Regions from separate parts of the Sus scrofa genome. Here all the other regions are linked to region 1. The links are chromatin contacts, called in public Hi-C, HiChIP or PLAC-seq and promoter capture Hi-C maps. All regions are on one chromosome and are shown on one strand. Each heading gives the region's core, a stretch centred on a gene start, on an enhancer-like site or on the middle of the called end of the contact. The rest is flanking DNA. Distances are from core to core; before and after follow the strand shown.

Evidence for each region. Promoter capture Hi-C pulls out the DNA fragments that hold promoters and counts their contacts. Hi-C and Micro-C count contacts between places; a contact is called where the count stands out from the background. HiChIP or PLAC-seq counts read pairs in DNA pulled down with a chosen protein or histone mark.
Region 2: a contact with region 1 is called in an H3K27ac HiChIP or PLAC-seq map of alveolar macrophages. The contact joins the promoter of RAB7A here to the promoter of SEC61A1 in region 1. A contact is called at or near these places in 1 of 5 promoter capture datasets (liver) and 1 of 2 datasets of contacts at active chromatin or transcription factors (alveolar macrophages).
Region 3: a promoter capture Hi-C map of fetal skeletal muscle shows a contact between it and region 1, with 2.9 times the contacts expected there. The contact joins the promoter of PODXL2 here to the promoter of SEC61A1 in region 1. A contact is called at or near these places in 1 of 5 promoter capture datasets (fetal skeletal muscle) and 1 of 47 Hi-C or Micro-C datasets (epiblast stem cells).
Region 4: a contact with region 1 is called in a Hi-C map of embryonic fibroblasts, with 3 times the contacts expected there. The contact joins the promoter of ABTB1 here to the promoter of SEC61A1 in region 1. A contact is called at or near these places in 2 of 5 promoter capture datasets (fetal liver and liver), 7 of 47 Hi-C or Micro-C datasets (alveolar macrophages, embryonic fibroblasts, heart right ventricle and 3 more) and 2 of 2 datasets of contacts at active chromatin or transcription factors (alveolar macrophages and skeletal muscle).
Region 5: an H3K27ac HiChIP or PLAC-seq map of alveolar macrophages shows a contact between it and region 1. The contact joins the promoter of GATA2 here to the promoter of SEC61A1 in region 1. A contact is called at or near these places in 2 of 5 promoter capture datasets (fetal liver and liver), 1 of 47 Hi-C or Micro-C datasets (heart right ventricle) and 1 of 2 datasets of contacts at active chromatin or transcription factors (alveolar macrophages).
Region 6: an H3K27ac HiChIP or PLAC-seq map of alveolar macrophages shows a contact between it and region 1. The contact joins the enhancer-like site here to the promoter of SEC61A1 in region 1. A contact is called at or near these places in 2 of 5 promoter capture datasets (fetal liver and fetal skeletal muscle), 3 of 47 Hi-C or Micro-C datasets (epiblast stem cells, heart right ventricle and retroperitoneal adipose tissue) and 2 of 2 datasets of contacts at active chromatin or transcription factors (alveolar macrophages and skeletal muscle).

The regions. Positions count from the first base shown.
Region 1 is chr13:72,267,161-72,271,599 of Sscrofa11.1, reverse strand. SEC61A1 (Sec61 translocon alpha 1 subunit) reads left to right here and starts at 1,759. Exons shown (of 12, transcript NM_001244354.2): 1 at 1,759-1,891; 2 at 2,060-2,127. The coding sequence starts at 1,885.
Region 2 is chr13:71,884,593-71,889,031 of Sscrofa11.1, reverse strand. It overlaps RAB7A (ras-related protein Rab-7a), which reads left to right and starts at 2,274. Exons shown (of 7, transcript XM_021069433.1): 1 at 2,274-2,410.
Region 3 is chr13:72,628,263-72,632,701 of Sscrofa11.1, reverse strand. It overlaps PODXL2 (podocalyxin-like protein 2), which reads left to right and starts at 2,523. Exons shown (of 8, transcript XM_021069445.1): 1 at 2,523-2,689. It overlaps MCM2 (DNA replication licensing factor MCM2), which reads left to right. Exons shown (of 16, transcript XM_003483239.4): 14 at 745-927; 15 at 1,024-1,179; 16 at 1,568-2,324. The coding sequence ends at 1,678.
Region 4 is chr13:72,576,524-72,580,962 of Sscrofa11.1, reverse strand. ABTB1 (ankyrin repeat and BTB/POZ domain-containing protein 1) reads left to right here and starts at 1,738. Exons shown (of 12, transcript XM_021069446.1): 1 at 1,738-1,874; 2 at 2,815-2,877; 3 at 2,957-3,012; 4 at 3,735-3,876; 5 at 3,994-4,153; 6 at 4,234-4,279. The coding sequence starts at 1,819. PODXL2 (podocalyxin-like protein 2) reads left to right here. Exons shown (of 8, transcript XM_021069445.1): 7 at 586-765; 8 at 1,275-1,653. The coding sequence ends at 1,487.
Region 5 is chr13:71,987,118-71,991,556 of Sscrofa11.1, reverse strand. It overlaps GATA2 (GATA binding protein 2), which reads right to left and starts at 2,217. Exons shown (of 6, transcript NM_213879.1): 1 at 2,011-2,217; 2 at 1,108-1,384; 3 at 40-681. The coding sequence starts at 1,336. It overlaps LOC102160340 (a long non-coding RNA gene), which reads left to right and starts at 3,006. Exons shown (of 3, transcript XR_306929.3): 1 at 3,006-3,984; 2 at 4,089-4,382.
Region 6 is chr13:72,549,734-72,554,172 of Sscrofa11.1, reverse strand. All of the region lies in intron 5 of MGLL (monoglyceride lipase), which reads right to left. Among named protein-coding and RNA genes, the nearest start is that of ABTB1, 27 kb to the left of the region's middle. Within about 2 kb of position 2,667, at least 23 of the 83 cell types and tissues checked have an H3K27ac peak or open chromatin away from gene starts, as enhancers often do. A contact at or near this core is called in alveolar macrophages, fetal liver and retroperitoneal adipose tissue, where this site is marked.

The DNA of each region.
Region 1 (4,439 bases), core at 510-3,009:
TGGGCTAAGGCTTGAATTGGAGCTGCAGCTGCCAGCCTCCTGCACAGCCACAGCAATGCCAGATCCGAGCCACGTCCGTGACATACGAGAGAGCTTGTAGCAATGCCATACTCTTAACCCACTGAACAAGGTCAGGGATTGTACTGGAACCCTCATGGATACTAATCAGGTTCTTTTTTTTTTTGCTTTTTAGGACCACACTCATGGCATATGGAAGTTCCCAGGCTAGGAGTCAAATCGGAGCTATAGCTTCCAGCCTACACCACAGCCACAGCCACGCAGGATCTGAACTGAGTCTGACCTAAACCACAGTTCACGGCAACGTCAGATCCCTGACCTACCGAGCGAGGCCATCAATCAAACCTGAATCCTCAGATACTAGTTGGATTTGTTTCCGCTGTGCCACAAGGGGAATTCCACTAGTCAGGTTCTTAACCTACTGAGCCACAATGGGAACTACAAATTCTGTGGAAGCCCATTTTCTATGGTACTAATGTCTTAAAAACTGTCAGTACAAACCAATGATTTTATATGAAAACTTGTATTAGCTGACTGCAACAATACATTTACCACGATACACTTTACCATTAAGTATTTCAATGTTTTCACCATCAGTATGGTTCAGGGTGCATATGGGCTAAATATCAGCTCTGATCTATCTGCTGAACTTAGTACAGCGGCTGACAGTTTCAGTTTCTGGCCAAAACCCCAGAGGAGATTATGAAGGAATCCTGGACCGGAAGATGGGGCGTGATCTCAGAAGCAGCCCTAAAAGAGTAGCAGAGCTTACTTTTCCCTGTGAGGAAAAGTATCAAATGATGCCACACCTGAGTCATTTCAAGAAGTTCCAGCAGTCACTTGAATTTTCCACCCATGGGTCAGGTTTTCAAAAACCTTGTAGAAAAGACTTCCTGTTTTACAAAAACTTCTGAATCAAGGATTTACAAGTCCTGGCTAACTGCTAAAAACAGGAAGGGAAAAACTGAAATAACAATCCCTAAGTTAACACTGCACAAAGCATCTTGCCACATCTGCTTCTCCAACTTCTACCAGTACGGATGCAGACCGCTCCAAGAAACCTCCCTCCTCTAGATGCGGGCAGCGCAGTCTCTTTCCCTTCTTTCTGAGTACCTACCATGGGCCACCGTGGATTGCAGGTGCCGGGAAAATGAACTCACCGTCTAGCACCATCGCCCCGCCCCGGCCCCAAGACCATTAAATCGTAAGGTTCCCCTTCACACAGCCCTGGCTCCAGCCAAAGACGACTTCTCTCTTTCCACGATCTCGGGCAGTCACACCAGGTGCTGCGCTCGCAACCCTGGGGCGCCTCCTCCCGGAGGCCTCCCTGGACCCAGGACCCGGCTCCTCCCAGGAGCCTCCTGACCACGAACTGGGCCCCGGCCTCGCTCAAAAACCCCACAAACGGGTGCCACTGTCGCCCCGCCACCGCACACCTGGTGAGTACCGGGCACCTAGGTAGCGCCGGGACAGGCCTGCTCCAAAGAAGTCAGAATCTAAGGCGTAACTAGTCGCCGGTGCTGCGAGGAGCACAGAGGTGAGTCGGTATCCTTGCTCGGCGCTCGCGGACCAGACTGCGCAGCCGCACGCCCCGCCCCCCGACCCCCCCGACCCCGGCCCTCCTCCTCATCGGCCTCGGGGCCCCGCTGTACGCCGGGAATTGTGGTACCTGTGCAGGCGGTGCGCGGCCGCAGAGCGTGGCAGGAAGCGGAAGCGGAAGAGCCCGGCCGCGGCGCTATCACTGACGTGTCTCTCGGCGAGGCGCGGCGCCCCGGACCAGGCCGGGCGGGCAGTAGAGCTGCACTCGCAGCGCAGCGGAGCCGGAGCGCGACCCGGAGCCCGACCTGGAGCCCAGCAGCCGCCGCCATGGCGAGTGAGTCCCTCGGGGCAGCCTCGGCGACGCGGGCGGGAACGGGACCCCGCTGCCCCAGCCACGAAGCCCACCCTGTCCCCCGCCCTGCCCCACCTGGCCCGGCAGACGGCTTCCCGGGGCGGCACGCGGACCCTCAGCCCTAACACTGTTTTGTTTCTCCTCTCAAAGTCAAGTTTCTGGAGGTCATCAAGCCCTTCTGTGTCATCCTGCCAGAAATTCAGAAGCCGGAGCGGAAGGTAAGTTCAGGGAAGGCGTGGGAAACTGCCTGCACCCCGTTCAAATGACCCCGACACGCCGAGTGGACCCCCCTTGCCCCGAGCGGAGCCAAGTGGCCTGCCGGTGTGGGAGCCTCCGCCGAGCCGCCGTGCTTTTCTGGAGCGTCGTTTGCAGAGGTTACACCGGTGAGCAGAGCCTCGGGTTTTCCCTGCCCGGAAAATGGATCCTGGCCCGAGTGGATAGGGCCTCAGGAGCTTCAGGGTGCTTAGGTGGAGCCCTTGCTCCTTCAGCTCCAACAGAAGCAGGTCGTGGACTGGTCAGTATTCCAGGAGATGCTCCTTGTATCCAGCTGCTACAGGAAGCTAAGAGTAGTCACTTTACTCTGTATGGTTGAGTTAGTACCGTTTCTGTGGGCTGTCCCGTTACTGAGAACAAGGGCATTCATTCTGTGAAGCCTGCTTTTACTGCTGGTGATTTAAAACCTGGAAAGATAGAAATGTAGAGCTTTGCTGAATCTTTATCAGAATTTCCACTGCTGCACAGTTAGCTACAGGCGAAGACAGTGAGTGTTGTCATTGTATGTAAAACTATTAAACAAAGAAGAAAAATTTCATTGGTTTCTTAAAGAGAATTAACAGTAATATATTTTCATTGTTGCATTCTTTCTGTATGCCCCACATATGTGCTGGCTTTGATGGGCTAATAGGCAAAGTTGTATGTGTGTGTGTCCCCATCCCCATCTGTCTGTCCATCCCCAGCAGCCTAGCTCTGGAGGCAGGGTTGTGCTTGGGACCTATCCTTCGCACAGTCTCTTAATAACTGTGTGACCTTGGTCTTGTAACTGAGTGTGGTGGATGAAGCAGTGGAAGTATGTGCAGGGTACAGCACAGTGGCTCTGGAAGGGATTAACCATGGGAGACATGATGTCTGATGGTGGTTTTTACAGCAGAATATTTTCCTTAAAAAGGGGGAAAGGAATTCTAGGCATAAGGAATATAGAACATGCTAAGCTTAAGGAGATCAGTAGCTGGAGGGTGTTAGATGTGGTTCAGTATCAACAGAACAGAAAGTGTGGCTGAGAAACAGTGGGAGCCAGACAGATTAGGAAGCTGCTTCTGGGGCGGGATAGTAGATTTGGTGGTTGAGAGGCGTTTGCAGTAGAGAGTGAACTGTGGGAGTGGGCTGGGAGACATGGGTGGGTTGGGGGCTATTAAGGGGCACAGTAGACAACACTGGATAAACAGTTTTTAATTTTTTCCTGTTGAACTTAGCTGCATACGGGAGAGGAGGCTTGGTTATTAAAAAAGTGAGTCTGTAAAAATTGTCCACTCCTTTTTCCTGTAAAGAATCATTTCAGTGCAAGCATGTTATGTTACTGGTCAGCCTGTAGTTGTGTTGCCTTTTCTTGGCTGCCTCCTTACTCTCTTGGTGAGTGAGAGGAGGAAAGGGAGCATTCGCATGAAGACCAGTCTATGAATTCAGCCCATTCTCTCACGCAGTATCTGAATATCCATCCCTGTCGCCTTTATGTGCTTGTCTTGCTGAGGCCTGTGGACAGTGGTCGACACAAAGGTACTACAGCCAGTGCTGACCAGAGAATCAGGACTCTGGTTCCATGCTTAATTAGACCTCAGCTTAAAAGAGTATTTTATTTTATTTTATTTGTCTTTTTAGGGCCGCATTTGCAGCATGGAAGTTCCCTGGCTAGGGGCCAAATCAGAGCTACAGCTGCCGGCCTATACCATAGCCACAGCAATGCAGGATCCAAGCTGTGTCTGCAGCCTACACCACAGCTCACAGCAATACCAGATCCTTAACCCACTGAGCAAGGCCAGGGATCAAACCAACATCCTCATGGATACTAGTTGGACTTGTTTCTGCTGAGCCACAACAGGAATGCCAAAAGAGTATTTTTTAAGAACACCTTTTTTTTTTTAGGGCCTCGCATATGGAGGTTCCCAGGCTAGGGGTCCAATCGGAGCTGCAGCTGCTGGCCTACACCACAGCCAGAGCAATGCCAGATCTGAGTCACATCTGCTACTATACCACAGTTCATGGCAATGCCAGATCCTTAACCCACTGAGCAAGGCCAGGAATCAAACCTGTGTCCTCATGGATGCTAGTCAGATTTGTTTCTACTGAGCTATGACAGGAACTCCAAGAACACAATTTTGTTCATTTAGTACTGCCGCTCACAAGTTGTTTCCACTTTCACTTCCTTAGTCCACACAGTAATTACTATAATACAGTCATTCTAAGCCCGTTACAGCCATTCCTGCTGTGCAGGCTAGTGAAGACACTTAGGCTTTAGAGCAGAGGACTGGGGATAGTC
Region 2 (4,439 bases), core at 1,025-3,524, 380 kb after region 1:
TATATGTATATATGTGTGTGTAGTTATCAGGATATGATCATTCACAATAAGAAAAACTTTTTATTTTTATTTATTTATTTATTTTTGTCTTTTTGCCATTTCTTGGGCCACTCCTGCGGCATATGGAGGTTCCCAGGCCAGGGGTCTAATCAGAGCTGTAGCCACTGTCCTATGCCAGAGCCACAGCAACTCGGGATCTGAGCCACGTCTGCGACCTACACCACAGCTCAGGGCAATGCCGGATCGTTAACCCACTGAGCAAGGGCAGGGACCGAACCCGCAACCTCATGGTTCCTAGTCGGATTTGTTAACCACTGCGCCATGACGGGAACTCCAAGAAAAACTTCTTAAAATGTTAAAAGAATCTGTGTCCCTGATGGCACATCATGCCCATACAAGCCTCAGATCTGCCCATCCTTGGACTACTTATTGAATGAGGTAGAGTAACACTTGTTTATTTAAACCACAATAGAAGAGTATTCTATTATCTGCAGCCAAACAGTGACAGTTGTAGGTGAATTAGGTGATCATGCTGTAAGAGCACTGTGCTCTTACATGAATGTGTCATGCTTTTTAACAAACCAGTTCCCTATTGATTGTTTCCAGGCTTTGGGTATTCAAAAAATGCTGGGTTGTCTTTTTGTCCATATGGGGCAATACACCTGTAAGATAATTTCCTAGGCCTTAGTTCTATGTTAACAGATATTGCCAGCTTGGCTTCCAATGAGGTGTAAAAACATACATTTCCACCTGTAGGTGTCACAGCGCCTGTTTTCCCCAGCCTTGCCAACGCCATCTTCCCTCAAAAGCCACATCAGGAGTTCCCGTCATGGCGCAGTGATTAACGAATCCGACTAGGAACCATGAGGTTGCGGGTTCGGTCCCTGCCCTGGCTCAGTGGGTTAACGATCCGGCGTTGCCGTGAGCTGTGGTGTAGGTTGCAGACGTGGCTCGGATCCTGTGTTGCTGTGGCTGTGGTATAGGCTGGTGGCTCCAGCTCCGATTGGACCCCTAGCCTGGGAACCTCCATATGCCGCGGGAGCGGCCCAAGAAATAGCAAAAAGACAAAAAAAAAAAAAGCCACATCAGATGGCAAAGAGAACACCAAAACTCTATGCTCATAACAACTTGGCTAGGTGGCCAGGACAGGGATCCTCTCTGCCCTAGCTTCATAGGTAAGTAAAAGACTGCCAAGGATAAGGGACCTACTTTTCCCAAGTTGTCTCCATTTTTGAGGCTGGATTAAGGCTTACTGTGGTAGCTGTGGTAACTGCTCAGTGTGTTGTAGCAATTATCATCATTACTATCATCCCAGATTCCCATTTTTCAGGCTGAAAGCCATTTCCTCACTTTTGGTGCAGAAGGGACAAAGATGCTTCTCGGTGCCTCCAGCCCATTCCCTCTGGTACTCCCCCTCTTCTTCCCTACCTCATCTCTTTCCTCCCCTGAGGGGCCTGGCCTTAGAAGCCCCAGTGTCTGTCCCAGGAGGCTGCAACAACTATGAGGGTTGGGCTCCGTTACTTTACCACCTTTTTTGCACACACCTGACAGGGAGAATGTGTAGCAGTTACAGTTAGTCAATCTCTCACCCCAAACTGTCCCCAATACCAGCTATTGGGGGACTTTGAGCCTTCCTCCCTGTCCTCACCTGTAAAACGAGCCTCATAGGGTTGTAGACCAAGTGGTACACATGCTGTAAGGGGTTGCTGTTCTTACTATTACGAGTGGGTAAGAAACGGAGATTTAAGGAGATACTGTGATTGGAAAACTCAGTCCTTGCAATTGCCCTGCCCATTAGATAACGTCACCCCATTTTATATAAAGGAGGGACCTCCGGGCCACCTCCACTAAGGTTGAATGGGGAGGGCAAGGTGGACGCTGTTTTCTCATCTGTAAATGGCAACAACAGCACGGGCCTTTCCGACACGGTGACTAACAGATCACCGAGCCCATCAAGCCATGCTGGCTCAGCACACAGCGCCCGCGCCAATGCCAATACACACGTTCCCAGGCCACCGCAGCCGCGCCCCAGCTCGGCTCACAGGTCCGGGCCACGCCCCCCGAGAAGACCCGGAAGCAGAGTCCCCCCGCAGGTCAAAGCTGGCGATGCTGCTCCTGTACCGCCGCCAGAGGGCATGAGCGCGGCCTTTGTTGGCTTGCACCTCGCCAGTTACGTCAGCGGCCGGTCGCGGAAATAGAGGGGTTTGCCGTACAAAATGGCGGCTGCCTATGGGGCGGTTCGGAACGCTGAGAAGCTGTTCTGTTTCTGGGACACGCGGCGATCCTGGCGTAGGGCTTGCAGCAGGCTTCTAGCCAAAGACGGCTCCCGCGGAATTTCCCGGCGCCTTTGTTGTCAGTAAGCGGCAGAAGGCACAAGATGGAGGCGTTGGCTGGGCGGCCGGAAATGAAAGTGAGCGGCGGCGTGTTTCCCTCCCCACCCGGCTCCCCCGCCCTCAGAGCGCCTCGTTGGGCCGCGAAGTCAGCAGTGACCCGGGGTCTGAGCTATGTCCCTCCTTTCTGAGGCGTGACCTGCCGCGAAAGGTACAGAGTGAGAAGCCGAGCCCAGGAAGTGTATGGGGGCCCACTGTTGCGGGCTTGGTGTTTTCCTTTAAGACTCACGGGGCCTCGGTCTCCTCGAGCGAAGACGCAAATCCCGAAACGTTCCATTGGGAACGACATGTGTAAGGCTCAGTGCGGGGCTCCAGGTTCGCAGGTTTTCTTCTCTGGCCGCGGGGTCGCCTCAGAGTGACGCTTAACCCAGGAGGCCTGCCGGGAGGTGGGGCGGCGGAGCGGGCTGCCTCTGAGCACAGCGTCGGGTCGGAGACCCTTTGCTTATTTAATTAATGTGAAACACATCCTGTGTAAGTTTAAAAAACACTTAATATCGGTGATATACACACAGCGTGGAACTTAACCATCTTAGTCGCTTTCGAGTGTGCAGTTCAGTGGCATTAAATACATCGCGTTGCTCTGTGATCAGGCTCTATATAAGTTCATTTTGCCGAAGACCGAAGCTCTGTACCCTTGAAAGGGTACCTCCACATTTGTCCCTCCCCAGTCCCTGGCAACCACCGTTCTTTCCTCATACAGGAGGCCTGGAGTGTTTGTCCTTTTGTGACTGGTGTGCATCACTGAGCATAAAGTCTTCAAGGTTCACTCGCGCTGTAGCACGCTCCTTTCTTTTTCAAGGCAGGTTGATGTTCTGTGGTTTTCACGAGCCCTGAAGGGTAGCGGAATAGCCACCCCAAGTGTGCCAACTTGGCACGCGGGTTGCTTTGAGCCAAAGGCAGTCAGTATCCAGCAATATGAGGGAAAGCCTGTAGCTCTCCCTTAACTGCCTAAAAGAATTTAAATAAGGACCAGACCAGAAAAAGCAATTACCAGAGAGAAACTTTTCTATCTAAAAGACTTACTTGGGGAGTTCCCGTCGTGGCGCAGTGGTTAACGAATCCCACTAGGAACCATGAGGTTGCAGGTTCGGTCCCTGGCCTTGCTCAGTGGGTTAACGATCCGGCGTTGCCGTGAGCTGTGGTGTAGGTTGCAGACGCAGCTCGGATCCCGCGTTGCTGTGGCTCTGGTGTAGGCCGGCGGCTCCAGCTCCGATTCGACCCCTAGCCTGGGAACCTCCATATGCCGCAGGAGCGGCCCAAAGAAATAGCAAAAAGACAAAAAATAAATAAATAAATCAAAATAAAATAAAATAAAAGACTTACATGCATGGCAGGACAAACATCTAATCACCAAGCCTCTGCCCTGCTCTTCTCTTCTTGTGAGTGGCCCTCCTCCCCTCTGAAGCTCCAGCCCCAACCCTTCCCTCAGCTCAGGAGGGCAGATAAGCCTCACTTGCCTGACTACCTTCTTATTTTTATAGGGCTCCCATACATATGAAATTAAGTTGGTTCCTTGCCTATTAATCTTTTTTATGACAATTTAACCATTAGACTAGCCAAAGAAATTAGAAAAATAGAAGGAAAATTTTTCCACCCTGACACCGCATTTTATTTATTCATCTGTTCGTAGACACCTGGTTTGCTTCTACTGTTTGCTACTGTGAATAACTCTGTGAACATAGGATGGACACACATTTTTACATGAACTAATATCCAGTAGGGTTGCAGAGAGGAGAGTATGATTTACATATTTAAATTTGATGAGGTAATTTTGAATCATAAATGAAACATTAAGCTGTTTACAAGATCACTATAAGATTTTAAATGTAGTCAGTCATTGTGCATTATGGGCCATGGCGTAGCCTGGTGATGGGACATGGATTTAAGGTGCTGTGGTGATTGTGGACCTCCCTTCAGCCCTGCCAGCAGGCTTGGGGGAATTTTGTGGATAATCTTACTTAGAGATGGCATCGAAAACCTAAGGAGTAGGTGCACAAATATAGGAATCAAAGATCCATAACAAAGGATTGTGAAGTGACATTTTGGAAG
Region 3 (4,439 bases), core at 1,274-3,773, 360 kb before region 1:
AGTGAAGCGCAGAATCCTCTAGATTGCTCCCTCTCACCCACCTAACCACACTAGCAACTTTTTCCTTCCTCCCTGCCTGCCTTTCTTCCTCTCTCCCTCCCCTATCTCTCTGTCCTTGCCTTTCTTCCTCCCTCTCCCTTCTCCCTCCCATTCCCTCCCCCTCCATCTTTTCCTCTCCCTCCCCTATTCCTCTATCCTTTCCTCTATTCTTCCTCCTTCCCTACCCTCTCCCACCCCCGTCTTTTCTTCCCTCTCTCCCCCATTCTTCTTTCCTTCCTCCCTCTCTCCGTCCCCCTCCCTTTGTCCCCCGCCCTCCTTCCCTGTATCCTTCCCTTCCTCCCTCCCCCTGCCCTCTGCTGGCTCTCTTCCTCTGTCACTCCATCAGGCCTTCCCAGAGCATTAGTTTGGCTTTCCTGAAAGCAGAGATAGCTTTTCCATGACCCTGGGCTGCACCGTGCAATCCCTGGTACGGGACAGTAACAAGTCCAGCTCCCACTGGCGTGTAGATTCTGTACTCACGTGGTGAGCTGGCAGGAGCTGCATAGACAGGGCGGACAGTGGCAGGTGTGAGCTTCCAGCGTCCCCCGGGCACTTTTGGCACTTTGGGAAGGAGTGGAGGAGGTGTGGTCTCACCCGGCCCAGGGTGGGGCTGCCCCTCAGTCCGATGAGCCCCTGATGGGGCGTCAGCACTGCCCCTTCCGTTGGGGTGCCTCCGTGGGGAGACCTGAGGTACCCTCTCTGCAGGCCACAGGCAGCATCCCCATCACAGTGCGGCACATTGAGTCCATGATCCGCATGGCTGAGGCCCACGCGCGCATCCACCTGCGGGACTACGTGATGGAGGACGATGTCAACATGGCCATCCGCGTGATGCTGGAGAGCTTCGTGGATACACAGAAGTTCAGCGTCATGCGCAGTATGCGGAAGGTGGGCGCGCCACGGCATGGGGGCGGGGCCGGACCCAATCTTACTTGGAGCGGCCTTGAGTGCTTGTGGGCTGGCTGACTCCACCTCTCTCCACAGACCTTCGCCCGCTACCTGTCCTTCCGGCGGGACAACAATGAGCTATTGCTCTTCATCCTGAAGCAGCTGGTGGCTGAGCAGGTGGCTTATCAGCGCAGCCGCTTTGGGGCCCAGCAGGACACTATTGAAGTGCCCGAGAAGGACTTGGTGGACAAGGTAGGGTGTGGCCAGAAGGGAGCTTGGGCGGCCTGGGGCTGCAGGTCACCTGGGCAGAGCATCCTCTGTGCTTAGTGGCCAGGCAGGGCTGAGGGCCGCTTCACGGATGTGTGTGCTGTGCTGAGCCTGGTTCTGCACACTGCGACCTTGCCTGCAGCCAGTCACTGGGTGTCCTGTTACTGTCACCCGTTCTGCAGGGCCCGGGCACAGGGCAGCCACACCCCTGTCCAAGTTCACAGGCAGCTGTCCACACTAAGCTTTCAAGCCCCGTGTCCAGTTCCAGCCACTTACTTGGCCTTGTTTACCCTCCCCGTGATGGAGACGGAGCCCCTGCCACCCATGGCTGGGCAGCAAGTCCTCCTGGCTCACTGCACACCCCTCTTTTCAGGCTCGTCAGATCAACATCCACAATCTGTCTGCCTTTTACGACAGTGAGCTCTTCAGGATGAACAAGTTCAGCCATGATCTGAAGCGGAAGGTGATCCTTCAGCAGTTCTGAGCAACGGGGTTTTTGTGTGATGCTGGCAGGTCTGCTCAGGAAACCAAGCCAGTCCTAGAGGGAAGGTGGTGTGGCTGGCCTGCAGCTGCATGTTTCCTCACTCTCGAGTCCTGCTTGGTGATTTCATTTCCTCTGCTCTTGCCATCTGGGTTACCACCTTTCCCAGAGCTGCTTTTTCAGCTGCCCGCCAGTGGCCCACCACCAACCTCCTTCTGTGGGGTGGTGTGGCATGTGTTCAGGACACCCAGGGTCTGTTCTGGGAGATGGGGTTCATGAGGCAATCTTGGCATGATGTCTCTGTCCTGCTGCCTGTGCTGCCATTGCCTGAACGAAGAGCGAGGTCACTTTACTTGCTGTGTGTTCTGAACTGGGTCCTGCGGTTCTCTAGGCTTTCCTGAGTAGAGGCAGCATTTGGGTTCTTCACAGAGGGGACCCTGACTGGTCACATAGCCCTGCAACCTTGGCTTCTGCCAGAGGGAAGGTTGGTTGGGGTCAGGGATGATGACTCGTGGTGGGGGTGATCCCAGCAAGGCCCCTGTGTGGGGTAGTCTGTCCTCCTGCCTGGCCACTTCCCCATGCTCTTGTTTGTACATTCACTTCTCCTTCCTGTAGTTTTAGTTTTTAATAAAATGGAGTAAAATCTGAATACTGGTCTCAACTTTACATCTTTGGCATTGTGCCTCAGGCCTCCCTGCACTTCCCTTTTTGCCCTGTCTCCTGCCTCTGGTTTTCTGCAGGTGTAGGTCAGCCTGGAAGAGTGGTTTTGTCTGTGGGTGTGGGTCTTCCTGGGGAGTTCAGTTGGCAGTTGCTGTCTGTGTGTCTATCTGGAGTCGGGGGCTCACACATACTGGTGCACCCAGAGGGCCTGGAGGTGACTGGGCCTTGGGGAACAGCCCTGCTCTTTCTGGCACTGCACTGGCCTCTCCCTGGAAGCTTGTGGCTGGAGACCTAGGTTGAGGTCCAGGGACAATGGAGAGCTTCCTTTTAATGAAGAGGGAAACAGTTTCACAGGTAACTTTGAATCTAGACAGCCAAGTTGTAGTCCCCATGGGGCTGGGTGATCGATCAGCCTGCTGAGAGCAGAGTGGCAACTGCTGTTGGAAGCTTGAGTGCCTACTTGTGAGCCAGCTAAGGACACTGGGGTGAGCAAATGTTGGGGGTGGGGGAAGCTGGGGGAGGGGCGGGGATGGCAGCCAGAAGGACTTTCAAGAAGGTTGAGGTCACTTGGGACAAGACCAGGTGGGGTGACAAGCTGTCCACTGTGCCATGTTTCATTGCACTTAAGATGCCATGTGCTGTAAGAGCCACCTTTGTTTTATGTGCTACTGATACAAAAACACCAACACTTATGGTTAGATGCCATCAACCCTAAGACATCCCAGTTTAGAGATACTGGAAAATCATTTTAAATGTACATCTTAAGTTGAAATATGGTGTTTGTGGTAACAGGGAACTTGATGGTAGACCTTGGTGAGCAGTTTCAGTGCAGTGTGAGTAGGATAAAGAGGGGAGGTCTGGAAGTAGCAACTATATGTGGGGAAACCTGAGAAGTCTGGTTCTGAAGGGGAGCCGTGAGGGGACAGCTGGCAGAGTAGGGGGGTGGAGGGAAAGGCTTTTCCTTTGGTATATGAGGATTGAGCAATTAAAAATTTTAATAATGGATTGATCTGAAAAAACTGAGTGAAAAGATAATAGGAGATGTGATATATAGGTAGAATTAGATACACTGAGACTTTTTAAAAATTTTTTTAGATTTTATTATTTTATTTTTTTTGTTTTTTTGCCTTTTATAGGGCCGCTCCCGCAGCATATGGAGGTTCCCAGGCTAGAGCTCTAATCAGAGCTGCTGCTGTCCTACGCCAGAGCCACAGCAACGCAGGATCTGAGCTGCGTCTTCAGTCGACACCACAGATCACAGCAACGCTGGATCCTTAACCCACTGAGCAAGGCCAGGGATTGAACCTGCAACCTCATGGTTCCAAGTCAGATTTGTTAACCCCTGTGCCACAATGGGAACTCCTGTTATTTTTTATGTGTATGTTAAAGGCAATATAAAATGTATGCTTGTGGAGAGCTCTTGTCATGGCTCAGTGGAAACAAATCCAACTAGTATCCATGAAGATGGTTTGATCCCTGGCCTTTCTCAGTGGGTCGAGGATCCAGAGTTGCCCTGAGCTGCAGTGTAGAAGGCTCGGATCTGGCATTGCTGTGGCTGTGGCATAGGTCGGCAGCTGTAGCCTGGGAACTTCCATATGCTGTGTGTACAGCCCTAAAAAAAGCAGGAAGAAAAGAAAGATAAACTGTATGCTTGTGGACTTGTGTTATTTTAAATTACAGGTTTATTGAGATATAAGTAAAGAAGATAGGATTTTAAATGTGCAATTCCAACTGTCATCACAATCAATTTTAGGACATTTTTATCATTCCTCCCAAAAAACCCATACCCATTAACATTCATTCCTCTTCTTTCCAATGCCCCTGCCCTCACCACAGCCCTAGGCGAACACAAATGTACTTCCTGTCTCTAGATTTGCCTGTTCTGGACATTTCATATACACGGCATCATACAATATATGGTATTTCAGGGCAGGCTTCTTTCAGTCACTGTGATGTTTCTTAAGGTTCATCCATGTTGAAGCAGGCATCAGTACTTCATTTTTTTGTATTACTGAGTAACATTCCATGTTACGGATGTGTCCCACTTTATGTATCCACTCATCAGTTAATTAGGCTGTGTCCATCTTTTGACTGTTGGGAGTGA
Region 4 (4,439 bases), core at 489-2,988, 310 kb before region 1:
AGTTGGGACAAAGCAGCCTCTTGGACAGAGAAGGCCAGCCTGCCCAGGACTGCCTGCTGTGTGGGAGGGTGCTGGTCACATTGGGACCACTCCAGTGAGCAGAGGAGGAAGCCAAGAGGCTGGGGATGGCCTGGGATGTGGATCATCCCAGCCTCCTGTACACTCTCTGGCTCACATGGCCAGAATGATAGCAGAACACCCCTGCCCCCACAGGGGAAGCAGTGTTTCAGGAGCCTGAATGGGTGGGTATGTGGTGGAAAAAGTGAAGAGAGGGGCTCACAGGTGCCTTTGTCTTTTTTCAAAGTGGGGGGATGGTTGGGACTGTGCCAGCATGGGGCCAGACCTGGGGCGGTGGGGGTGGGGGTGGGGGTTAAGGCTACCTGCAAGTCCATTTAGGGCCAGATCTCCGCACAAGCAGAGTTGGGGTGGGCAGAGCTGAGGCCAGTATGTGAGGGAAGGCTGAGAAGGGAGGTGGGCAGAGTCCTTGGTGAGCACAGGCCAGGCATGTTGCCCACCCTGAGCTCCAATCTGGGGAGACCTAGTACCCCAGGACCTCAGCTCAGAAGCCGGCCCTCCTGTCCCCAGATTGGCATCCAGAACTACTCCACTACAAGCAGCTGCCAGGCCCGGGCCAGCCAGGTGCGCAGTGACTACGGGACGCTCTTTGTGGTGCTGGTGGTCATCGGTGCCATCTGTGTGGTCATCATCGTGCTGGGCTTGCTCTATAACTGCTGGCAGCGCCGGCTGCCCAAGCTGAAACACGTGGTGAGCGTGAGGGTGGGTGGGCAGGGGGCCTGGTCCGGGTGGTATAGGGGGTCCAGCTAGCCGGGCACCTGAAACTTGGGGTCCTTATTTGTGAGTGAGGTGGCAGTTACTAGGGGGTGGGTACTGTGAGTTGAAGTCCTTGTCCAGGGCCCAGCTCCTGGTTGTCAGATGCTGGAGGTGTGGGTTGTGGGCCCAGTTCCTCCTGGGCAGGGCGGCCTTGCAGACGCCCCGGTTGGGGGTGGGAGTGGGGTGCAGGCAGTGCACACCTCCCTTATTTTCTAGGAGTCTCTGGGGTGGTGGAGGGATAGACGGTGTCAGGGAGGCCACAAGGCTGATAAGTGTAAAGGGTCAATGGTCATTTTAAGAAAGGAGTTGAGCTACAGGACCAGAAGGGGCTGTCTGTCCGCTGTCCGTCGAGGGTCCGACAGGGGTCCCCTGTCTAGGGAGGGTCTGGAGGGATGTGGGGCGGCGGGGCCGGCGCGCCCGCCCAGCCGCCCCTCCCGCCGCAGTCGCACGGCGAGGAGCTGCGCTTCGTGGAGAACGGCTGCCACGACAACCCCACGCTGGACGTGGCCAGCGACAGCCAGTCGGAGATGCAGGAGAAGCAGCCCAGCCTGAATGGCGGCGGCGCGGTCAACGGCCCGGGGGGATGGAGCGCGCTCATGGGGGGCAAGCGTGACCCCGAGGACTCAGACGTGTTTGAGGAGGACACGCACCTGTGAGGGGCTGAGCCCCGCCCGGCCCGGGCCTCGGCGTGGGGTCCTCTGCCTCCCCCTCCAGTGACTCTCGACGCATCTCGGCACCCCCCACCCCCCCGACCCGACGCCCCGCGGGGCGCCCGGGACCCTATTAAAGCCGCCGGGAGAGCACGCCGGCCCGTGGTCCGCCTAAGCGACTCGTTCTTACTCTGGGCTGGGGTGGGGGCGGGGCAGCGCGCCCGAGTCGGTCCTCCGAGCGCCAGGCGCCGCTGCCGAGCGCCCGGGCGGGGCGGGGCGTGTTTATATCCGGCCGGGGCTCTGAGGTCGCCTGGCGGGGGTCCGGGCCGTCCGCGCCATGGATACGTGCGACCTGTTCTCCAGCTGCAGGAAGGGGGACGTGGGCCGAGTGCGGTGAGGACCCTTGGCCCCGGGAGGGTGCCGGGTGGGTGACCCCGCCGCAGACCCTTCCCCCGTGGGCGCCCAGACGCCGAAGCAGGGCTGCCTAGGTTGCCACAGTGCTCTGGGGTGGAGCCGGGGATCGGGGAGCTCTGGCGTGACTCCTCCAGGGGGTCCCGGAGGAAGGTACTGCGACGAGAACGCCCGGAGGGGGAGAGGAGAGCGCGGAGAGAAGAGAAGGGCCCGGGCGCCAGACCCTGGGGGCCGGCCTGGGACTCCGCGATTCGTTTCTGATGCGCTGTGGACCCGGAGCTGGGGTCTCTAGTCCTCGGAGATTCGGAAACTCCCCAAGTGCGGCTAGAGCTGACTGGGCGCTGCAGTCGCCATCTCCGTGGGCTGCCTGATTGGGATGGGAGGCACCTGCCCACCTTCGCCAATTCCTGACCCGCACAGCTCCCCCGCTGCAGGTGCCACTTGTGATGCTGCTGGGAGCGCTCTTGAGGTCGGCCCAGGTGTCTCCCCCAAGGCACTTCCTCCTCTGTGGTGGCTCCATCACCACCCTTGTTGATTCCCACTTCCCCACCCCACCTGCTGCCCTGTCTCCTGACATCCACCTTCTAGAACCTACCTTTTTGTCATTTCCACATCACCAGTATGCCTGCAGCAGCTCGTGCTCGGCCTTGCCACCCCAAGCAGCCAGAGGGCTCCCACAGAGGCAGAGGCCCCTTCCTCTCCTCCTTCCCAAAGGCTTTCTGCCCAGAGGCCCCTTCAGTTCTGGGGCCTCTGATGCTGGGTTTCCCATTGCCACTCCGTGGTCTCCTTGTCTCAAGTGCCTTTCCTGTTCTGCTCAGCCCTCACCCGCCCTCACCTGGGGAGGCTTCCTTCCTTCCCCTCCTGAAGGTTTGCTCTCCAGACCAGGAACCTGGCCTGACTCAGCTCTGACTTCCCTGCCCAGGTATCTGCTAGAGCAGCGTGACGTGGAGGTGAACGTGCGGGACAAGTGGGACAGCACCCCGCTGTGAGTGCCGTGGGGGGAGCAGGGGTGGTCAGGGTTGGTGGCGCTGCAGGCCTGACAGCACTGGGTCCCTTCCCCTCAGGTACTATGCCTGCCTCTGTGGCCATGAGGAACTTGTGCTCTACCTGCTGGCCAATGGTAAGTGGGTTGGGGGCGGGGGGCTGCATGCGGGTGTTCACAGTGGCTCTGGATCTCTCCCCTTCACCTGCATCCCATCAGCAAGTGCTTTTAGCTCTGCTTTGGGAACTAGTTCTGCGTGCTGCTTCCAGCAGCTCAGCATCTCCCTGCAGTTGATGTCACCTCTGGCCTCAAGGCTGCCCCTTCACCTGACCAATGGTTTGTTGCCCTTTGTGCAGGCTTTCCCGTCTGCCATGGAGCTGGATGCCCTGTCAGGCTGGGAGCTTCCCCAAGACCCACACTCCCCCTCCCGCCTGGCCTGGTTCCTCAGGGCCTCTTCCGTTGCCATTCCTCCTGCTCAGACTGCCCTTTCCCTTGTTCTCATGTGGCTCTCGTTTAGTTTAGGCCTCTGCACCTGTCACTGTCACAGTCCATCTGTGGCACCTGCCACCACTGTCACTCTTCGTCTTACTTAGTTTTTCTTCAGAGCAGCTGGCATCAATTGCTAACCTGTTTTCGCTGTCCTGGAGCCTCAGTACCCCCTCAGCTAGGGGCCCATCAGTTTACAGTCTGTCTGTAGAGAACAGGGCTGGCCACCGAGCTCTCTGTCTCATGTGGTCTGGGCGTGCTTGGGCCCTGGCTGGTGTGTGTGTGTGTGTTGGGTGAGACTTTCCCCTGGCCCCTCTCCAGCTGCAGGGGGCAGCCCCATGGCCCTGCTGATGGGAGAGCCATGCTTTTCCCAGGAGCCCGCTGTGAGGCCAACACCTTTGATGGTGAGCGCTGCCTCTATGGAGCGCAGAGTGATGCCATTCGCCGGGCCTTGCGTGAGTACAAGCAGGTGACGTCCTGCAGGAGGCGGGATCACTACTACAGCTTCCTGCTCCGGTGAGGAGACAGCCCTGCCTGGTGGGTCTGCAGTGGGTGTGGCCTATGGACCGCGGCACCCTGCTGGGGGGCAGGAGGGCGGGGCATACTGCTGAGCACCCCTGGACTGCTCCCCAGGCTTCTGGAGCAGGGCATCCACAGTGACGTGGTCTTCATGGTGCATGGGAGGTCTTTCCGGGCTCACCGCTGCATCCTGGGTGCTCGCAGTGCCTACTTCGCCAACATGCTGGACACCAAGTGGAAGGGCAAGAGTGTTGTGGTCCTTCGGCACCCCCTGGTGGGTCCATGGTTTGGGGTCGGGGGTCAGCAGGGGGCTTGTGCTGAGTGACTGCCTCTGACCGCAGTCTCTGCCCACAGATCAACCCTGTGGCCTTCGGCGCCCTGCTGCAGTACCTGTACACAGGTGAACCCCGGGTCTGGGTAGGGAGGGGCCACAGCACACCCAGGTGCTTGTCCCCTGCAGTGCAGGGCAGCCTCAGCAACCTCCTGGGTTGGCTTTTCCCACCTGGGGCCAGGCTGGGCAGAGGGACTGCCTCCTGGAATTCTGTCCAGGCAGCAGGGTC
Region 5 (4,439 bases), core at 968-3,467, 280 kb after region 1:
CATCCCCACTTCCACCAGGTCCCCCGCACCTGCCTTTACCTGAGCAGGAGCGTGCCTTGCTCCGCTGCTTAGGGGTGAAGCTGGAGGCAGGGCCACCCAGGAAGCCTCCGGGGTGGAAGAGCCCGCTGCTGTAGTCATGGGCGGCAGCTGGCACGTAGGAGGGGTAGGTCGGGATAGGGTGGTGCGTGGCAGGCTGGGTGCCCATGGCAGCCAGACCTGGGCGCAAGGGACTGCCGCTTTCCATCTTCATGCTCTCAGTCAGTGACACCTGGTACTTGACGCCGTCCTTGTCCTCCCCCCGGGCTGCACTACCCCCTGCGGAGGACGAGGCTGGGGAGGCAGCCCCGGTGGTGCTGGGGTCAGGAGATACTTCCTTGGGTGGTGTAGGTGGGAAGCCGAAGAGGTGGGAGCCAGAGTGGGCTGCGGTGGGGGTGAGGGAGGCCACAGAGCTGCCACTGCCTCCCCCACCCCCACCCCCTGCCCCTGGGTACACGGAGAGGGGGCCTCCAGGGCCTCCAGCAGCTGAAGGGTGCAGTGGCGTCTTGGAGAAGGGGTTGACGGTCCAGGGGTTGTGATGGTGTGCTGCAGCAGCCGAGAGGGCTGCTTTACCCCCATCCAGCCAGGGCAGCCCTGGGCTGTGCAACAAGTGTGGGCGGCACATCTGGCCTCCGGTCAGGCGGGCTGCGGGGGGCAGGGAGAGGGGTCAGGGTGTGTGCAGGCTGGGCCCAGCCCGACCCAGCTACCCAGGGCCACAACTCACAACAACCAAGTAACCCCCTCCCAAAGAAAACCAGAAACACAACACCCCAACCGGCAATAATCAGGAATGTCAGTCCAGAGCTGAAGGACAAGTGGCACAGAAGGACCCCCCTGGACAAGGCCTGGAGGGGACTTCAATAGGCCAGCTGGAAATGGGCAGAAACCTTACGGAGCCCAGACCCTCCCAAGAGGCCGATGCCCTCTCCTTTCCCGCCTTGATTTCTCAGCTCCTCCAATTCCTGCAGATCCCACATCCGGGAAGTAGGCAGCCGGGCCCTCCTCCCCACTCGCTCCGGGAGCGAGAGCGCAGCGCCTGGGCTCCTAGTCACCCAGGGGCCCTGGGCTCACCGTGAGCGGGGCTGTAGGAGACACGCGCCCGCGCGTGGGCCGGGTTGGCGTAGTAGGGGTTGCCCTGCGAGTCGAGGTGGTTGAAGAAGACGTCCACCTCGTCGGGAGGCAGCAGCTGCGCGGGCTCCATGTAGTTGTGCGCCAGGCCCGGGTGGTGCGAGTCGGGGTGCTGCGCATTCAGCACGGCGGGGTGCGCCATCCAGCGCGGCTGCTCGGGCGCCACCTCCATGGCCGGCGGCGGAGGATCGGGATCTGGGCGGAGGCGGTGGCAGCGTCCCTGCGCGATGAAAGGGGCGTGAGGGGCGCCACCACGGCCCAACACCCCTAAAGTCCCGCCACGCGGCGTCGTGAGCGCGGCTGAGCCTCAGCCACGGACCAGTCCTGGGTGGGAGGAAAGCCCAAAGCTCAAAACGAAAGGAGGACAGGGGAACCGGTTGAGCCACGCACACATGGTGACCCGGCTCCCAGAACCACACACTTGTGCGCACGGGGTCACACGCAGGAACAAGCACTGACACCAGTGACCCAAACAAACGCACATAGAGTAGCACTTTACTCAGACACGCCGCCACCACCATCCGCTCCGTCCCTGTACATAAACAGGCTAGAAGTTGAAGGCAGGCACCCACGCACCCATGAGTGGCACAAGATGCCAGCAACACGCGCAGAGCTACACTTGGCGCCGATACACAGACTGACCTCGCCCCTCCCCCCAAAAAACGCACGCAGCCCCACCAGCCAAGAGAGAGCCACCCCGCGCAATCCCCGGCAACACAATCGGGACCTCTCACCCAGGCACACCAAAGCAGTCACCCTCAGCCGCCCCGGCCCAGGCCCCCGTAATGACCTCTCAGGACCCCGGCGCGCCCAGGCCACCGGCCAGCTCTCGAACCCCAAACTTACGCAGCGGCAGCGCCGCAGGGAGGGGGGCGCGGCCTCAGAGCCGGCAGCACCTACGGGAGCCGGGTGGGGGGGACTGAGGGCTCAGGGACAGTGCGTCGGGCGGCTGGCGGGGCTCACAGGGTGTGAGCTAGGGGCAGCACGCGCCTCGGCCTCAGGCCCGCCCGGCTCCGGCCCCTCGGCATCCTCCGGCCGCCCTGGCGCCAGCTCGCGACTCCTGCACAGACATGAAGCGGGGGCCGCTCACGCCTAAGAAGCCGGCGCCAGCCAATCAGCGCCGCGCGCCGCCCAGCCTCCGCCCCCCATTGGCTGAGCCCGCAACTCCCGGTCCGCCGGACTCCAGGACTGACCCGCGAGCCTGCCCCCCTGCGCCTGCCGGCCCCCTCCCCGCGCCCTCCGGGCGGCCCCTACTGCCGACGCGCTCCCCTCCGGGACCAGCACCCCGCAGGCCAACCGCTGTTCCCCCTCTTGCGGACACTCCTGGTTCCTCTAACCTCTGGACTCTCTTCCCAGTAACTAACCTCTTACTGGACCTCCTCCCCGGGAGCCTAGGCTGCGCACCCTCTGGGTGTTTGAAGTCCTCTCCCCAGAACCCCAGACCGCCCACTCTCTCGGATCCCACCTCCTTTACCACTGAACGTGGCCACGGGAGTCCAACTACCTACCCGGACTGTTCCCTCCGCCAACTCGGGCGCTAGCCGGGTGAGGGACTGGGTGGATAGCTGCAGGACAACAGGGGCGGTGAGGGGCAGAAATTACAGAGCCTCCGTGGGCACCTGGGCCTCGAACCAGAGGCCATTTAGGACTGCTTGACCTGGTGGAGGTGGCCTGGCTGGCGACTCTTGAGAGGGGGAGGGGGCGTCCCCTTCCCGGGCGTGGCCTTTCGCAGACCAACGGGCCGAACTGCCTGGGGCGAGGCCGTGGAGACCCGGACTGGCGCCAGCGCCGGCTCGAAGGAGACGCCTCCGGGCAGGAGGAGGCTTTTTTTTTTTTTTTTTCCCCTCTCCTCTTGGGGTGGGGGGAGTCCTTAAGGCGGCCCCCGGAGAGATGGAGATGGTGGTCTGAGAACTCCATTCCCTAAGTCACCTGGAACTGCTCTCCACAAGCTCCAGCCCAGAGATCCAGCTCTGGGTGAAGTGGGCCGGCTGCACTAATCTCTTTGCTCTCTCCCATTGTACAGACGGAGGACACCGAGGCTCGAAGGGAGCCTGTAGCCCAGGAGGGGTGTTAGAAACAAAGAAATTTGGGGGCACTGAGACAGGTGCGGGGGTGGGGCGGTAACAGGGAGTAATCGACATCCTCCAGCCCTCTCCCCTCGGGTCCACTGCTCTCGGGATAGAAGCCCAGAGGGATCCTGGATGGGTCCGAAGCAGGAGGAAGGGCAGGGGTCCTGGCCACCCCAGGGACGGTGGGGGGAGGGGCAGCAGGATTGACAGTCGGTAATTGGGTAACTGGAGGCGGCTTCTCCGGCCGGGCAGCCCCGCCACCGCGACGCCGGGCCCCTGACGTCACCCGATTCGCCAGGAAATGAACTTTTTAATAATCCGAGGAGGGAGGAAAGCCCTCGGTCCCCTCAGCTCGGGGGGCACCCGGCCAGGCCCAGCTCCGCCTGCGCGCCCCGGTCACCCTCTCCCAAGGCCAGCTCTGGGCAGTGGCCGGGGTTGGGGGCCTCCTCCTGCCTCTGCGACCGGCTATCTGTTCGTCTGTCTGAGGCCCCGGCTCAGGTAAAGGCGCGGGGCCGGGGACGCAGAGCCCCAGCCAGCTGGGAACCGCGGGTCTCCGGCCCTTGGGGACCCGTTTGCCCTGGCCGCCCGCTGCGCCTCCCACCACGCTCCACTCCAGGGCGCGCGGGGCCCGGGTTTCTCGGAACTCCGCTCCGTGGGAGAAGAGGCCGGGCGCCTGCCCGGTAAGGCGCAGCGGGGCCGGGAACCGGAGCTCGAGACCGAGGCGCCCGGCCTCGGCAGCTGGACTGGGCAGGTGAGCGGCCTCGGTGCCTCTTGGTTCGCGCTCCCCGAAACGCGTGCAGTCTGGCCCGGATCCGCTGTCTCTCCGTACGATCTGTCTCTCCTCCCCGCCTTTAGCTTACAATTCATCAACGCATAAAAGGCGGTCGCCACGAAGCCTCCAGCCTCTTTTGCCGCCGCGGAGCCCAGCAGGAGCTTCCCAAAGACAACGCGTCCCCAAGGACTATCCCCCGTGTCCGGCAAGTCTGTCCTGCTGGAGCCCAAACCCCAGGACTCAGCGCAGGAGGGCCCCCGACCCGCTGGCCGGCCGCGAGGCGGTGAGCGCCGGAGCCGAGCGGAAGCTTTCCGCCAGGCTGCGATCGGCGCCTCGGTTCGCAGGGAGGTGGCCGTTCCCAGCCCTTGGGAAAACAGGTAATTCGCCTTTTTCCACCAAAGGCGCGGTTCAAATTATCCCCCGTTCTGGGTGGG
Region 6 (4,439 bases), core at 1,418-3,917, 280 kb before region 1:
TGTTTTGCCTGTGTCTAGCAAACGGCCTTCCCCTCTGCATTAACAGGGGAACTTTCTGCAGCAAAGGGGAGCTTTCTCAGGGAAAACAAATGAGGAGAACCATTTCTGGAGAGACATTTGGCCCCTGGAGGCACCAGGTAATTCATGGCAGTTTCAATGACTACCTCGCCCTCCCTCTCAGGCACAATAAGCCTATAGTCGCCCATGGCCTTTTGCCCAAAGTGCCCTGTCGCCCAGAAAGATGGCGCTTGTTTGAAGCCCAGTTCTTCCCGTCCAGCTGGAGTGTAAAAGGGGCGTAGCCGCCATCCGGCCCTGAGCCTTCCTGACCCTCTGGCCCCCACTCTGCATGTGGGCCTCAGACCGCAGCTCCTGGAGCTCAGGCCCTGCATTTTCGCAGGACACCCAGAGCTCAAGGGGCTGGCAGTCTGAGCCTGAGAGAAGCACCTTCCCACCCTGAGAAGTTCTAACCCAACTGGTCTGAGGTGGGGTCCAGCTTCCCAGGTGACTCTTACATACCGTGGCGGGTAGAGGAAGTGCCCCTGATGGGCAGGACCAGGGGCATGGACGCGTCTGATGTGCAAGCTGCCCTTTTGAAGGAGCCACAGTGAGAGATGTTTGTACCACCTTGACCCTGAGCTCTTTTTCTGAACCGGTCAAGTTCCAAGCACCTTTCTCTCCTTCTTTCTTCTTCCTTCCACCCTTCCTCCCTCCCTCCTCTCCCTCTTTCTTTCTTATGGCCACACCTGCGGCATATGGAAGTTCTTGGGCCAGGAATCGAATCTGAGCTACAGCTGTGACCTATACCACAGCCATGGCAATGCTGGATACTTTAACTGACTGTTTTGGGCTAGGCATAGAATCTGCACCTCTGCAGCAACCTGAGCCACTGCAGTCAGATTCTCAACCCACTGCACCACAGCGGGAACTCAACGACCACATTTCTAACAAAACATGATTGAATAGAGACAAATCTTCGATGGCAATAATGTCACACCTAAAAAAAAAAAAAAAAAAAAAAAATGAGGTGCTTCTTAGCCTCTTCCCCAGAGACCAGAAAAGGAAAAGTGTCATCACATGGGGAAGATGAAGACACTGGCTTTCTTGCTGCTCTTTTAGGGTTTGTTTCATTAGCCTGAAGGTCAATAGAGAAAGGAGAAAATGGGAGGAGGAAGAACTGAGCAGGGCGAGTGAGCTGATTATGTGACAAAGAAAGACTAGGCTGAGGAGGGGTCCTGAAATCACATGGTGAGGAAGCAGGGGGCTGGGAGAGAAAGCCTGACAGACTCTACACCCAAAACATCAACTTGTCCAGGCTGCCTGCTGGCTGAGGCCGCTCCGCCAGCCTCCATCAACCAAGAGAGCCCTGCACCTCCTTCCGAGGGAAGACAGGAAGAGGCAGAGGTGCTAGGGAGTGGCTCACCCAAAAATGACATGGACTGAGATACTATGGTTCCTGATGTCATTTCAACCCAGTGTCCCAAATTCTTCATATAATCCTTCGGAAGCATGGAGGGACCCTGGGACACCTCTCAGGAGAGGGGCCCCTGGAGGTAAGACCCCCCCTACCCTCGTCATGACCTCGAACGGCTGGGTCAGGTTTGTGTAGCCAGAGCAGTCACAGTGACCCCGGCTGCACAGGGAACCCAGATCTCATCACCTGACGATAATCTGGGGGCCAGGCCCCCACCACGATCAGACACTGTCACTAGCCCCCACCCCTGGAAAAGGAAGGCAGGGAGGTAGACGAATCGGGCTCACAGACACTGAGCCCAGTATATGTGGATTCCAACTCCAGTTCTAGAAACCTCAGAAGGTCTGTGGTCCTCAGTCTCTCCATTTGTAAGATGGGACAGTGAAGTGAAGCTTGGGGGCTGCCAGGAGGCCAAATGATACCTAGTTCCTATGGAGCTTGCCCCTGGGCCCTTCTGGTTTCTGCCCCGAGGAGAAGCCAAGTAGGCCATGGTTGGCTAAATGAGCAGAGCCAATGTTACTTAGCGTGGAGACTCAGGAGCGAGGCGACCTTTGTGGCAAACGTCACAGTCAGAGCTGGGACCTCAAACTACTTCACCGTGACAGAGGCCAACTCCCCTGGAAGTGAGGTCTGCCTCCTGCCAAGCATGAATCACGGAGTGTTGTGTATTCCTGACCTGCCCTTAGGGCATTCCTGGGTGAACTGCAGCCCCATCACTTGAAGGACTAGTGATTAAGGACTTCTTATTGATCCAGCAAGTTTTAACCACTCCCAATGATCATTTTTAAGCTTCTGCCACTGAAATGCTTGACGTAAGGGAGGCAGTCACAAGCACTCCCTCTTACAGCAGCTCAGCAAGCTGACCTATGCCAAGGAGGCCAGAATTGCCCATATCCCTGGGGCACAGGGGTGCACGGCCAGACACGGCCAGGTTTCTAGGGGGAAGTGCAGCCCCAGGCAGACAGAACAGGAAGCTGCAGGGGCAGAGGAAACAATGCCCCTCAGTGCATTGCTGCTGCCAAGTTCAAGGGCCAGTTAGTGGTCACAGCATGGTCCAGACTCCTGGGTCTATTCACCTGAGGTTCAAATGAGGGCAATTCTCCGGGCCCTTCCCGCTCCCCTTCCAACCCCCCTGCTCCAGGGCCTTTTGGACTCTGGTGACTAATAACAAAGGAGTGACATTCAGGTAGGAAGTGGGCTAGAGTTGATCCTGGGCGGTTTCAGGGTGAAAGGTACCATGCTCACTCACTCTGACCATGAGCAAAACAATTGACCTCATTTCCTCATCCGTCAATTGAGAACATTTTCCTCCCTAACAGGATGGTGATGGAGGGGAAATGAGACAGTATGTGTCTGGCAAGAGTGCTAGCTTCACGCTAGCCACTCTCGGCTTCCCCTGCTTGGCTAGGTGCCCTGGGTGATGGGGGTGGGGGCTGGGGGTTGGAAGCATCTGGAAGCACTGGGCTGGCTCCTGCATCTCTGACCCCAGACTCCAAGCAAGAGGCAGAGAAGGTCATTTAGAGGATCACCCTCCTGGCTGGCTGAGCCCTGACCCTGAACCCAGGCAGAAACCCAGGGAGGTTGGGAGTTTTACCCAGAAAAAGGAGGCGTCTCCAACCTGCAGCCCCTCCTGCAGTATTACTGAGCAAGGCCACTGAGGAGGCGGAGGCAGGCTCAGGGTGTGATACCTACTAGCTGGGCAGCAAGGGGTCGCCTCTGTCCCCAGGGCAGGGGGCCTGCTCTGAACAGGACTTTTGTTGCTAATTTTCACCTGTTCTGAGCACAGACAGTGTTTTGGACCAGGAGTCTCTGTCTGCCTTGTCTCTACCCCAGGCTAAAGATAGACCAGTTTGTTGAAAAGGGGCCGGAAGAATGAAATGCCATGTGGGATCTGGGGGGCCTGCATTCTCACACTGGGGGGGCATCTTCCCAGGCCTGTCTGGGTACATAGGCTTGTGCAGCTCATGCTGTCAGCCTGAAGGATTTTGGAGTCTTTCCCAGGAACTAACTAGCTGCCATGAAACAAACCTTTCACCTGCTAAGAGTGCACTCTGGGGGAGGAGTCAGAAGGCCAGGATTCAGCCCTGTGCTCTGCACCCTGACAGTGTGGCTGGGCCCAGGGAACAGCCTCCTCCACCTCAGCCAGAGGGGGTCTCTAGAGATCTGTCTTTGGGGTGAGAGGGTGCAACCAGAAAGACCCAGAGGCCAGTCAGTGGGGTCTCAGCTGAAGAGGGCCATACCTGCAGAAGCCTCACCTAATCAGGGGCCATACCCTCAAGGGCCTCACCTGACCTGGGGCAGTACATGGAGGAGTCTCACCTGACCAGGGCTGACCCTGCAGGGGCATCACCTTATCAGGGGCCATCTTTGCAGGGGCCTCACGTGACCTGGGCTGTCCCTGCAGGGGCCTCACGTGACCTGGGCTGTCCCTGCAGGGGCCTCACCTAACCTGGGCTGTCCCTGCTGGGGCCTCACCTGACCTGGGCTGTCCCTGCTGGGGCCTCACCTGACCTGGGCTGTCCCTGCTGGGGCCTCACCTGACCTGGGCTGTCCCTGCTGGGGCCTCACCTGACCTGGGCTGTCCCTGTTGGGGCCTTTACTAGTCTTGATGGGAAAGGAGAGCCAAGAGGCATGAAATGACCAAACAAAACCTCAACTCACAAAACCCCACAGGCCAACCAAAGAACAAAACTGGAAGCACTGAAAACTGTCCCCACCTGTGTGAAACCCAGGGGCCCGTGGGGTGCAAGCGCCCTTGGAAATGCACAGACTCTGCCAACTGGTTGCCACCTGTAACTGGGAGGGGGCCACTCACAGCCTTTCCCTTTCAGGTTTTGAACTGAATAAATGTATTATTCTAAAATTGTTAATTTTTTAGCAAAGGTTTTGAGAAACTCCAGAGGACTGTGTGCACGCCAAAGACATGGAAGGTAATCCAGGGGTCTGGGGGCAGCCATGAACTTCACTT